Linked DNA regions of Mus musculus: regions 1, 2 and 4 are each linked to region 3. Evidence: chromatin contacts called from public HiChIP or PLAC-seq and Micro-C data. All regions are on one chromosome and are shown on one strand. The core of a region is the stretch at or near the end of the contact, and the rest is flanking DNA. Distances in the headings are between cores, read along the strand shown.

Region 1 (2,700 bases), core at 44-2,543, 650 kb after region 3:
ATCACCACCCCTCAGAAGAGCTTCCCAGGCAGTATATGGACCTGTCTTCTCTGACCAGACAGGGCTGAATATGTGCTTCAATGGGCAAAAAAATTGTGGGCTGACCATAGGTAATTTCTGTCCAGCCCACAGAGCACCTATTTGGAGGATTGTCAGGGCATGTGAGTCTCTGATCACTCATGCATCCATATATGACTGCCCCATCCCAAGCCTGTGTTTCTACACGAACACATGTGTACGTAAACCAGCGTACATGAAGCATATCTACTTAACTCAAATCATAAACCTGGAGCCAGAAAGAGCACAGAAGAATGTCAGAAATGATATGTGTAAGTTTCCTCTACGACCCAGGTCTGTGTGGTCCGGTCCCTGATGAAGCTGTGTCTGTGTCTCTACACTTCTGTGTGTATAACTAGAGTGGCTGAGCTCTGCTGTCCAGGAAAGGTCTCAAAATACATGCAGAATTGTCAGAGTTAGGTCCCTGTCCCTAAGGACTCCGTTTCTTAGTTACCATTTCAGGTGTGGGTTTGACAGAGGCTCACAAGGCCAGTTTTGGATAGGTGAGGTGTGAAAGGCTGGGATGAGGTAACCAGCAGAGATGTGAGGAGACAGACCATGTAGTGGGTGGGGAGTCCTAAAGGCTCAAAAAGGGTCCCTAGCGAGAGAAACCTGTTCACGTGACTGAATGCAGCTCGACTCCAAGAAGAGGTTTCCTGTGGGCAGGGCCTCTGTGCAGAGCTTGGAGGTGGGCAGCCACGTGGACATTTTCACTATAGAAAGGATGCCGCAGGATACACTAACCAAGTCACGCCCCAACACATCAATCACGCCCACACTACCACGCCCTCTCTCTAAATTAAGCCTGCTCAAGTCTCAGTAGGGCTGGTCCCACCTGTCACCTCTAGCCAGGGACCAACCCAGACACGAGTCAGACCCCGCCTTGTCATGAGCACGTCCCACCCCTGTTAGGTCCCACCCCTGGGATGGCCACGCCTCACTCTGCCAAGGACACAGCAATCAAGACCACGCTCTGCCTCCCTCCGACCCCGCCCTCGGAGTGGCCACGCCCACACACACCAGTCAGGCTCCGCCCGCTGTGGCGCGCGGCCTCCCGGTCCCTAAGGATCCCGCTACCTGGTCGCGCGCCGGCGCTCTGCAGCACTACTTCCCTCGGGAATTCTGGGTGGTCCCCTCCGCTGAGGCGCCATCGGGCCCAGCCGTCGCAGAGCCAGCTACGACACGAGAGCCACCAAACTCGGGGCAATAGCTGCGACAGCGAAAGCGAGGCGGGAACGGGGTCGGGACGCGGGAGCGACGCGCTCGGTCTTCGTCCGGCTCACGGCCAGACGAGAGCAATCGGAGGCCGAGCGGTGGCGGGGGTGGGGTGGGGTGGGGGGAGGCGGAGCCTTCTCGGCCCTTGGCACTGCAACCCTGAGGCACCTGCGGAATTCTGTCTTCTCCTGTAGCTGGGCTGCGGCGGCGACGCGGGTGAGTCAAGCCCACAGCCACCGATTGTGCTGGGCCCGGATGACCTGTCTCCTACGGCCGCCGCCCTCTCCTTTCCCCGGCCCCGAGAGCTGCATTGAGAAGCCTGTCAGGGACTTTGAACTGCCTGAGAGTGGCAGGTCGGGCAGGGTTGGGGATTGAGGGCGAGCGTAGGGGGGGTGTGGTTCCTAAGGCTAGGACTTTTGAGTCCTTGCACAGGACGAGCAGGTGAAATCATGCAACTGGATGCACAACTCTGTAATTCTTTTTAATAATCGCTTGTGATTTTACAGAAGGTAGGAAAACTGTTTCTAATATCTTGACTGCTTCAGTGTCCTCCAGAAATGAACTGTAATGGAAACTATAGTCAGTTCTGATATATGTAGAGTTTATTCCCTTTTCAGGTTATTGTTGTTGTTATTTGCAGTAGCCAGGGTGGATCGCAGGGTTCCTGGCATAATGAGCAGCCGGTGCTGTATCACGGAGCTAGTCACCATCTCTCCAAATTACCACTGCCTTAATTGTTTTTCAGTACGAGGAATTGAACCTAAGGCCTTCTGCATGCTAGACAAGTGTTGTACCACTAAGCAATCCAGTCCTTATTTTACTTATTAGTCTGGAGACAGGGTCTTATTAAGTTGCAAAGTCTAGCCTTGACCTTCCTTTATAGCCCAGGCAAGTCTTAAACTTTAATCCTCCTTCCTCAGGAGGGGGTGGGGTGGTGTACTGGCTAGCTTTGTGTCAACTTGACACAGCTGGAGTTATCACAGAGAAAGGAGCTTCAGTTGAGGAAATGCCTCCATGAGATCCAACTGTAAGGCATTTTCTCAATTAGTGATCAAGGGGGAAAGGCCCCTTGTGGGTGGGACCATCTCAGGGCTGGTAGTCTTAGTTCTATAAGAGAGCAGGCTGAGCAAGCCAGGTGAGGCAAGCCAATGAAGAACATCCCTCCATGGCCTCTGCATCAGCTCCTGCTTCCTGACCTGCTTGAGTTCCAGTCCTGACTTCCTTTGGTGATGAACAGCAGTATGGAAGTGTAAGCCGAATAAACCCTTTCCTCCCCAACTTGCTTCTTGGTCATGATGTTTGTGCAGGAATAGAAACCCTGACTAAGACAAATTGGTACCAGGAGTGGGGTATTCCTGTGACAACCTGACCATGTTCTGGGGAGGACTGTGGAAGGACTTTGGAACTTTGGGCTTGAAGATCCATTCG
Region 2 (2,700 bases), core at 5-2,504, 540 kb after region 3:
CCCCAGCCCCTGCACACCCTGTGCACCTCCAGTCCCTTTGTGTCCCCCAGCCCTTGCACACACACATATCCCCTGCACACCCCCAGCTCCTGTGAACCCCCAGTCCCTGTGTGCCCCAGCCCCTGCACAGCCCCCTGCCTCTGTGTGCCCCCCCCTTTTACTATTATTTTTCAGAAATGATCTCAGGTAGCTTAGCTTGCCTTGAATTGCTGAGTGGCTCTTGAACTTCTGATCCTCCTGCCTTTGACTCTCAAGTGCTGAAATTACAGATCTTTTCTTAGCAATGGGTGGATTTTCCCAAGGTGATAAGAGGAGGAGATAAGTATATGAGGAGATAAGTGTACCCCACACATTGTTGACAAAGGATAAAACATCAGACAGGTAGCAGACTGTAGGTGAAGGGCGTGACCACACTGATATTTAGTGAACTTTGGCAGGACTGGGAGCTAGTTCAGTAGACTGAGTAGTAGAATGAAGACTGGGATTTGAACCCTAGAATTCAAGCAGAGAATCTGGGTCCAGTTCCCAGCCACCCATACGATGGCTCCCAGCCATTTGTCAACTCAAGGCCATCAAGAGACCCTGTCTCAAAACAAGGTGGGCAGTTCTGGTCTACATTCATGTGCACAGGCATGTATAGACAAACACAAAGAGGAAAAAGTTGCCTCTCATATCAGCTGGGTATGTTGGCACACATATTCCCAGTATTTGGGAGATGAATGCAGGAAGTACAAAGGTTCAAGGCCAGCCTCAGCTACTTGAAATCCGCCTCAAAATAAATAAATAAATAAATAAATAAATAAATAAATAAAAATAAAACTGGCTCTTTGTGCCAGAATATCCCTGAGAGGTATTTTCCTACCGCCCCCAGGCTCCCTTAGCCACTGTGTTTTGCATAAGCGGAGTAATAGGCTCTTACTCCAAGACTTGGCCTTACACCCACACTGCGCACCTGTTTGCTTAGCATCAGTTGTCCCTTACTCTGCTCTTGTAGGTTTCTTAAGTTCTTTTGAGAGTACTTTCTTAAAACAAACAACAAAATGGCAGATATACAAATCTCCCCAACAAGATCAGACTTGCAGGCAGCTCTCAGCACCTGTCTTCTGTTGACATCCTAGACTTAGCATTGCTGTTACAGGAATCACGTTCCGGAGGCAGGAATTAGCAGAAGGAAACCCACAGTCTGAGTCATGGAGAGGGAGGGGAAAGTGAAAGCTTCCAGTTTCTTTTCATTGTTTCCTTTAGCTATGTTAAGCTCTGTGGTGTCAGAGAGTAAAACAAAGTCACGAGATCCAGGAGAGCGATCAGAGCTGAGCTAACCCTCTCCTGAGGGGTGGCTGGCAAGTCCTTCCTTAGGCCACTCTCAGCCAGGGCGTTCGATGTCCTGCAGGAATTTAAATTCATTCTCTCCCTACCTCCTCCACCTTCCTTCCTTCCTTCCTTCCTTCCTTCCTTCCTTCCTTCCTTCCTTCCTTCCTTCCTTCCTCCCTCTCTCTCTCTCTCTCTCTCTCTCTCTCTCTCTCTCTCTTTCTTTCTTTCACCAAAAACATCTTTATTTTTTTAGTCTTTAAAAAAACAAGACAACCGGGGCCTAGCAAACACAGAAGTGGATGCTCACAGTCAGCTATTGGATGGATCACAGGGCCCCCAATGGAGGAGCTAGAGAAAGTACCCAAGGAGCTAAAGGGATCTGCAACCCTATAGGTGGAACAACAATATGAGCTAACCAGTACCCCCTTGGAGCTCGTGTCTCTAGCTACATATGTATCAGAAGATGGCCTAGTCGGCCATCATTGGAAAGAGAGGCCCATTGGTCTTGCAAACTTTATATGCCTCAGTACAGGGAAAAGCCAGGGCCAAGAAGTGGGAGTGGGTGGGTAGGGGAGTGGGGAGGGGAGGGTATGGGGGACTTTTGGGATAGCACTGGAAATGTAAATGAAGAAAATACCTAAAAAAAAAAAAAAGACAAAACAAAACTTCCCAAATTAACCATGACTAGCTTAGAAAAATGGATGTATATCTTCAAAGAGTTTCCCTTTAATGGAAACTTCACTTTATAGAATCTAAATGTTAAAGGTTTGAAAAAGCACTCGGGAGGCAGAGGCAGGCAGATTTCTGAGTTCGAGGCTAGCCTGGTAACAAAGTGAGTTCCAGGACAGCCAGGGCTACAGAGAGAAACCCTGTCTCAAAACAAAACAAAAAACAAAAAACAAAAAACAAAAAACAAAAAACAAAAAAAACAAAAAAACAAAAAACCAAAAAAACAAAAAAACAAAAAAACAAAAAACAAAACAAAACCCAAAAAACAAAACAAAAAACAAAAAAAAAAAGCCCAAAAAATGGTTTTGGGGAAAAAAAAAAGCCGGAATCTAGCATAAGTCTAGGAAATCCATTCATCCTTCAGCCCTCCTCCAGGAACCACCATTTAGAATTTGATCTAACTTTGTAATTCTTTCTGGTGTAATTTCAAAATCTGTGACATCTTCCAACACCATATTGACAAAGTCATCAAATCCTAGAAATGTGCCAACAATTTCTTTATCACTCTTCATCACAATGTGAACTCTTGATCCTATACACTTATCCACAACTCTGATCTGAAGACAGAAAAGTCCAAGCTGAGAACTGGGACTACTCTCCGTGCATCTTACGGTCCAGCTCAAAAGGAAGGCCGAGCATGTCCTTCACTAAGTGGGACCT
Region 3 (2,734 bases), core at 76-2,575:
TTGCCTCAGCTCCTGTCTGCATCCTACATCAGGTTCCTAAACTCTCTGAAATGCTGCTTCCCAGTGACACCCGTGTGGGTCTGCTCACAGCCCCTCTACTGGGAGAGATCCGGAATGGGTTTATTCTCTATAGAACTCTCCACTTCTATAGGACCCAGGGCTTTGGAAGGCAGGGTAGGGGGACAGATCCAGGACCACATCAACTCTTCTAAATACATCCAATATGCCAGGCACATGATGCTAAATGGTCACACTTTGCTACCCACCACAGTGACAATGCGAGTGGTCCCTCACTACAATCAATGGTGCAATGGCTGGTCACTCTGTTCTTCTGAAACGTCTACTATCCAAATGTTGTTGTTTCCTTCTTTCCTCTTCCCACCCCTTTTAGAAAAAAGGTCTCATGTAGCCCTGGCTAGTCTTACATTTCTGATCCTTCTGATTCCACCACACAAAGAGTTGGCATGACAGGTGTGTGCCACCACTCCCTGCTTCAAATTGTGAGGCTTATAGCGACTGACCAGCCAAGCAGGAGCCACAGTGCTGTGACAGCTCGGGCCTGCTTCCAGATGACAGTGGCAGGTCATCAGACCTAGAACGTGTATCCTATTCTTTCCCGGGACTAGCAAACTATTAGATATTCCCTAAATGGACCCAAACCCAGACTCCTTCTCCTGAAGGACCTGGCTCTCGTTGCACTCCTGTCACATCGCTGTCTAAACGTCCTGGACACTCCCCAGAAATCCACCAGCTGATCTCAACTCACTGGGGGCCTTTGCTTGAGCCTGCCCTGTGTTTGAAACATGGCGTCCAGAGGGAAGACCATTTTATCTCGGACGACCACCCCAGGATCTGGGCTGCTTTTGTCAACAGGGTACGATACTTCCGGCCACCAGCATGTCCAGCTTGCCCACAGACAGGCCCCGGGCTTGCGCAGAGCCACTGCATCAGGACAACTGGGATGTGGGCAGGGCAGGTAGCCGGCAAGGACACCGGCGCGGTTTGGGGAGGCTGGCCTGCGCAGCTCAAAAGCAGGGAGCGCCCTCAGAGGCTGCCCCGGGACCGCGGGCGTCGGTTCCCGGGGAGGTGGGGGGGCGGCCGCCACGTCCGCACTCCGTGGAGACACCGGCCTTGTCTCTCCCCGCTCAGGCCAGGCGACCCAGCGACACCAGGGCGGGGCGGGGCGGGGCGGCCAAGGTCCCACGGAGCCTGCAGCGCCCCGCCCCGCCGTGCCTCCGCGCCGCGCCTTCCTCACCTCGCCCTCCTCGCCGCCGCCGCTGCCGCCGCCGCCGCCGCTTCCAGTGGGCCGGCCGGAAGTGACGCGGCGCGCAGGCGCAAACGGCGCGGGCCACGTGATCGCTGGCGAACGGAGTGCGGCGAGGTCGGAGGCGCGCGAGGTCGTCCCGGAAACACGGGTGGGTGTCGGGGGAAGGGAGGGGTTGCCGGGCATCTCTGAACAAGAACATCGGCGCACCGGCCCCGGACACGCATTTCCCCGGCCCTGCGCTGCCAGCGAGCCCCCGCGTACCTGGCGATGGTTTTGTACTGGACTGCGCTAATCAAGTCATCATCACAGCTTGGGAATTATGTTTATTGAAAAAGTAAAAAGTATCACCATTAAAAAACAAACAAACCTGGAGAAAAAGCCAGGCCAGAGAAATGGGTATAGGGGCAAGAGGGTCGTTCCCCACAAGTCCTAACCAGCCTGGCTGCCTCACTGCACATCCAGTGGGCACTCTAGTCCTTGGGGCAAGGTGCTTGCCACTTCTCCAAGGAGGCGCAAGCCCCAAAGGGCTCTCCTGGCTCAGTCCATGCTGGTTCCTTTGAAGAGTTCCACCAAGTCTTTGAAGTCCGGGTCAATAAGGTCGGAGGGCAGATCGCCATCATCATTGGCTGCATCTCTGTCTGCCCCCAAAGAGATGAGATACCTGAGGTGTGAAGGGCAGGTGGTTAAAGCCTACTCAGCCCACTCCGGGGCCAAAAGGCTAGAATATTGGGGTCACCTGTTTGTTTTTTCCAGGCAGAGTGAGGAGGAAGAAACCTGACCCCTTGGAAGCTGTGGCCAGATTTTCCGGCTTGCTCTAATGTTGCAATCGGGTAGAAACTGCCAGAATCCCTGAGTTGATGCCTACATCCTCAGAGCCATATTTTGGGGGGGTCCACCTGGAGAGATTAGGATGAAACCTCTGAACCACATTCCATAGTCTCACCTGGCTATGTCAGGGTACCCATCACTGCAAGCGATGTGCAGTGGTGTCCAGCCTGTCTCATCCCGCTGGTGAATGTCAGCCCCGTATTTGACTAGCAACTTCACACACTCTAGGTTTCCAGAGAGCACAGCTTCATGCAGAGCAGCCAGTCCTGGGCAGGGTGGGAACACAGGGTCAAAGCTGTAACCCTCAGAAGAGGATCTCCCCTGCCTCCTTATGGACAGAAGGCCAGACTCTCAGTTATCTACTCACCTGAGGGATGGATAGTGTCTAGGGAGACTTTCCGAGCCCGGATAAAGCGTCCCACCTGCTCCAGGTCGCCTTGTCGAATGTGGTCCAAGAAGAGAACATCGTTAGGGAAGCGCACGCTCCGATCGGCCAACATCCGCCGCCTCCGCTGTCGGGGGCTGTAGCGAGCATAGCGGACCGTTCGGCTGGGCATCCTGGGATTGAGGTGGGCTATCTCTGTGGGTATGAGTGAGAAAGTGTCCCTACCAGACCAGATCTGTGTAAGCTCTCCTGCT
Region 4 (2,931 bases), core at 339-2,838, 570 kb after region 3:
ACGGGTCCATGGGCCAGGTGGGGCTCAACTCCAACAATACAGGTTGCCCAGGAGATGGGCTTACATTGAAAATCTCCCACCAGGACAAAGGAGGGATGAGCCAGTGGGAGCAGGGTGAAAGCCCATCAAATCTCCAGGGAAGGGCCTGGGTCCACTCAGCATCCTCAGGACCCAGATCCAGGGGTACAGCTTCCTGAGGCCCCAGCTCAGTGGGCACAGGCTGGGGTCCCTGAGCCCCAGAGCCTGCAGAGACAGAGATGCCATGTGGCAGATGACCTTGGCCCTCTCCCCCACTAAGCCCGGGCCATTCCTCGGGCTCAGACGATGCCTCTGAGAGTTCCATGGGCTCAGCATCCCACACTCCTTCTTCCCAGTCTCCCATCTCCAGCATGTTCTTAACGACGAGGAAAGCTGCCTTGAAGCAAGCAAAGCAGATCTTCATCTGTTCCCCATGGACAAGATGGTACAGCCACGCCCCATAGAGGCAGGACATGCCCTTGGCCCCATGGCGAACGCTGACTGGGGGACACATGGTCAAGAAGTCTGTCTGCAGCTAAGCGGACACACAGAGGAAGACTTGCTCGATGGTCTCAGTAGGACCATAGAGGCTAGAAATAGGTGGAAAAGGTGAGAATGAGAGAAACGGGAGAAAACAGGGCACAGTAGGAGGTCTAGGGGCTTTGGGGCTGCAGGATACGGGGCAGTGGTACGAGAACTGGGTGAGAATTAAATGAATACCTCTCTGGAGAAGTAGACAGGCTTGAGCTTCCAGAAACTTCTTCAGCTTCACACTTGCTCCAATGTCTGGAGAGCTTGAAAGGCAGAGGAAATGAGGTTTGCCTCCCCCCACCCCAGCCCCCGGGCTGCTGCAGGGCCCCCCTTGAGGAGAGGGTGTTGGAGCTCTGGCCCCCGGGGCTCCCTGCTCACTCTGGACAGGCTGGGGTGACATCAGAGTTGTCCTCAGGGCTCAAGGCCCCGACCTCACACTTGCACCCGGCTACCAACCAAAGAGGCCGGGAAGCCTACGTCAGGAGTATCTCCTCTCTGCCCACCGTGCTCACCCGGCCCAGCCCTCGGCCCAGTCCCTTTCCATCCTTACCTCCCTGACTGAGCGCCCAGGTGCCAGCTAAGGGACTCCAAAGCCAGGCTCTCCTCACTGAGCACTGAACACCGAGCGAGGACCAACAAGGCCTTATAAAGGGTCAACGGCCATGATGCTCCAGCTCATTTACATATCTCCCATGAGGCCCCAAAGCAGCAGGAAGCGAAGGCGCTGAGTCACTCTGGCCCCCAAGGTGCACATGAGGCCTGGCGCCCCCTACAGCGCGCATGCGCTGCTCCCCTGCGGACACCTGAGCACCCTGTGTGCTTCCTGTGTGCTCTAGCGGTGCCCGATGTCCCCATCCCTGTGCCTTCGAGGGACTCGAAGGCCTGGGTTCAGAGCTGGGCCCGCAGCACATCTTGTTTGGAAAAGTCGATTCCTTCTTCCCTGTCTCTTTAGTAAAAAGTTCTTTAACACTTGGGAAACTGCTCGCTCAGTTCTCAACTGCAGGCTAAGCACAGTTGCCCCTCTCTGGGTCTTTTTGTTCTCAGACTCTTTAAAGAAATTCTTTGTAGAGTTTATCCTTAGAGGAGTCTGGGACTCAGAGGAAAAACCAAGCATAAGATACAAGGTTTCCAGCAGCCTCTGGAGCTCAACCTTGACCACACAGAGGTTTATTTGTTAAAATCTGCCGCAGTCCACTCTGGACACCCCACAGGGGTGGACACTGGTGTAGTGACGTTCCTCTGTCATCACAGGGCCAGTTTCACTTCAGTAATACTCCATTAAAAGAATAAATCCCTTTATCCACTCACTTCTTGTAGAAGATCTGGTTGCTTTCTGGGGTTTGGTAATTTGGTATTTTAAAAAGCTATTACCAGTTTTGCATTGGTCTTCTAAACTTAAGCTTTTGTCTCCTTTGAATACACCCAGAGAAGCACAAAAGCCACGTTGTGAGCTAGTTGTAGTGTGTGAGAGCTGGCACAGTTTTCCAAAAGCTCTTCCTTCAGGACCAAGTGGAGTCTGAAGCCACATGAGCTTGCAAGTCCTGGAAAATGGCAGTTGTGCCCAAAACAATGAGAAGTAAATGGCCATTCGCGCGAAAAACTGATCTATCACAGTCGGAGACTGAAAGAATCCAAGCTTGAGTGAAGAGTTGCATCACGCTGGGCTACCCTCTCGCTTCAACCTCTTTTTTTTTGTCTGAAAGGGAGCAGGGTTCCTGAGGAATCTTTTTAAAAAGATACTAGAGCGTGAGTTCCAAGACAGCCAGTGCCACACAGCACTGTCTTAAAAAAACAAAAATAAACAAACAAATAAATATTGCCAGATCACAGTTAGAAATGTACGTCCCATGACTAAGCAATCAAATATATGAGCCTATGGTGGCCATTCTTATTCAAAAATGTCTTGTACTGGAGAAGTGGCTCACAACAGGCTTAAGTTCTAGCCCCAGGGGGTCGGATATCCTCTTCTAGCTACTTCACCTATACACACATGGCACACTCATACCCCCCCCCACACACACAAATACAAATAAAAATAAAACTTAAAAAAAAAGAATTATTGGGATTTGTACTGGCTGGCTTTGTGTGTCAACTTGACACAGCTGGAGTTATCACAGAGAAAGGAGCTTCAGTTGAGGAAATGCCTCCATGAGATCTAGCTGTAAGGCATTTTCTCAATTAGTGATCAAGGGGGAAAGGCCCCTTGTGGGTGGGACCATCCCTGGGCTGGTAGTCTTGGGTTCTATAAGAAAGCAGGCTGAGCAAGCCAGGGGAAGCAAGCCAGTAAAGAATATTCCTCCATGGCCTCTGCATCAGCTCCTGCTTCCTGACCTGCTTGAGTTCCAGTCCTGACTTCCTTGGTGATGAACAGCATTCAGTATG

What was found. A called contact is a pair of places that touch in the nucleus more often than the background predicts. HiChIP or PLAC-seq counts read pairs in DNA pulled down with a chosen protein or histone mark.
Region 1: an HNF4G HiChIP or PLAC-seq map of pancreatic cancer cells shows a contact between it and region 3. The contact joins the promoter of Ogfod3 here to the promoter of Mcrip1 in region 3. A contact is called at or near these places in 2 of 39 promoter capture datasets (the SN4741 cell line and stem cell-derived epiblast-like cells) and 1 of 115 datasets of contacts at active chromatin or transcription factors (pancreatic cancer cells).
Region 2: a contact with region 3 is called in an HNF4G HiChIP or PLAC-seq map of pancreatic cancer cells. The contact joins the enhancer-like site here to the promoter of Mcrip1 in region 3. A contact is called at or near these places in 6 of 39 promoter capture datasets (embryonic stem cells, fetal liver, hippocampal neurons and 3 more) and 1 of 115 datasets of contacts at active chromatin or transcription factors (pancreatic cancer cells).
Region 4: a contact with region 3 is called in a Micro-C map of embryonic stem cells, with 2.3 times the contacts expected there. The contact joins the promoter of Tex19.2 here to the promoter of Mcrip1 in region 3. A contact is called at or near these places in 8 of 39 promoter capture datasets (the SN4741 cell line, cranial neural crest, embryonic stem cells and 5 more) and 1 of 484 Hi-C or Micro-C datasets (embryonic stem cells).

What each region holds. Positions count from the first base shown.
Region 1 is chr11:121,203,355-121,206,054 of GRCm38.p6, forward strand. It overlaps Ogfod3 (2-oxoglutarate and iron-dependent oxygenase domain containing 3), which reads right to left and starts at 1,294. Exons shown (of 9, transcript NM_025402.2): 1 at 1,135-1,294. The coding sequence starts at 1,208. It also overlaps a transcript of Hexdc not described here.
Region 2 is chr11:121,089,972-121,092,671 of GRCm38.p6, forward strand. It overlaps a transcript of Sectm1a not described here. Among named protein-coding and RNA genes, the nearest start is that of Sectm1a, 10 kb to the left of the region's middle. Within about 2 kb of position 1,255, at least 50 of the 459 cell types and tissues checked have an H3K27ac peak or open chromatin away from gene starts, as enhancers often do. A contact at or near this core is called in pancreatic cancer cells, where this site is marked.
Region 3 is chr11:120,548,402-120,551,135 of GRCm38.p6, forward strand. Mcrip1 (MAPK regulated corepressor interacting protein 1) reads right to left here and starts at 1,326. Exons shown (of 5, transcript NM_001033231.4): 1 at 1,256-1,326. Ppp1r27 (protein phosphatase 1, regulatory subunit 27) reads right to left here and starts at 2,731. Exons shown (of 3, transcript NM_026814.3): 1 at 2,463-2,731; 2 at 2,211-2,361; 3 at 1,574-1,928. The coding sequence starts at 2,652. The coding sequence ends at 1,805.
Region 4 is chr11:121,117,089-121,120,019 of GRCm38.p6, forward strand. It overlaps Tex19.2 (testis expressed gene 19.2), which reads right to left and starts at 1,589. Exons shown (of 3, transcript NM_027622.3): 1 at 1,100-1,589; 2 at 739-812; 3 at 1-608. The coding sequence starts at 532.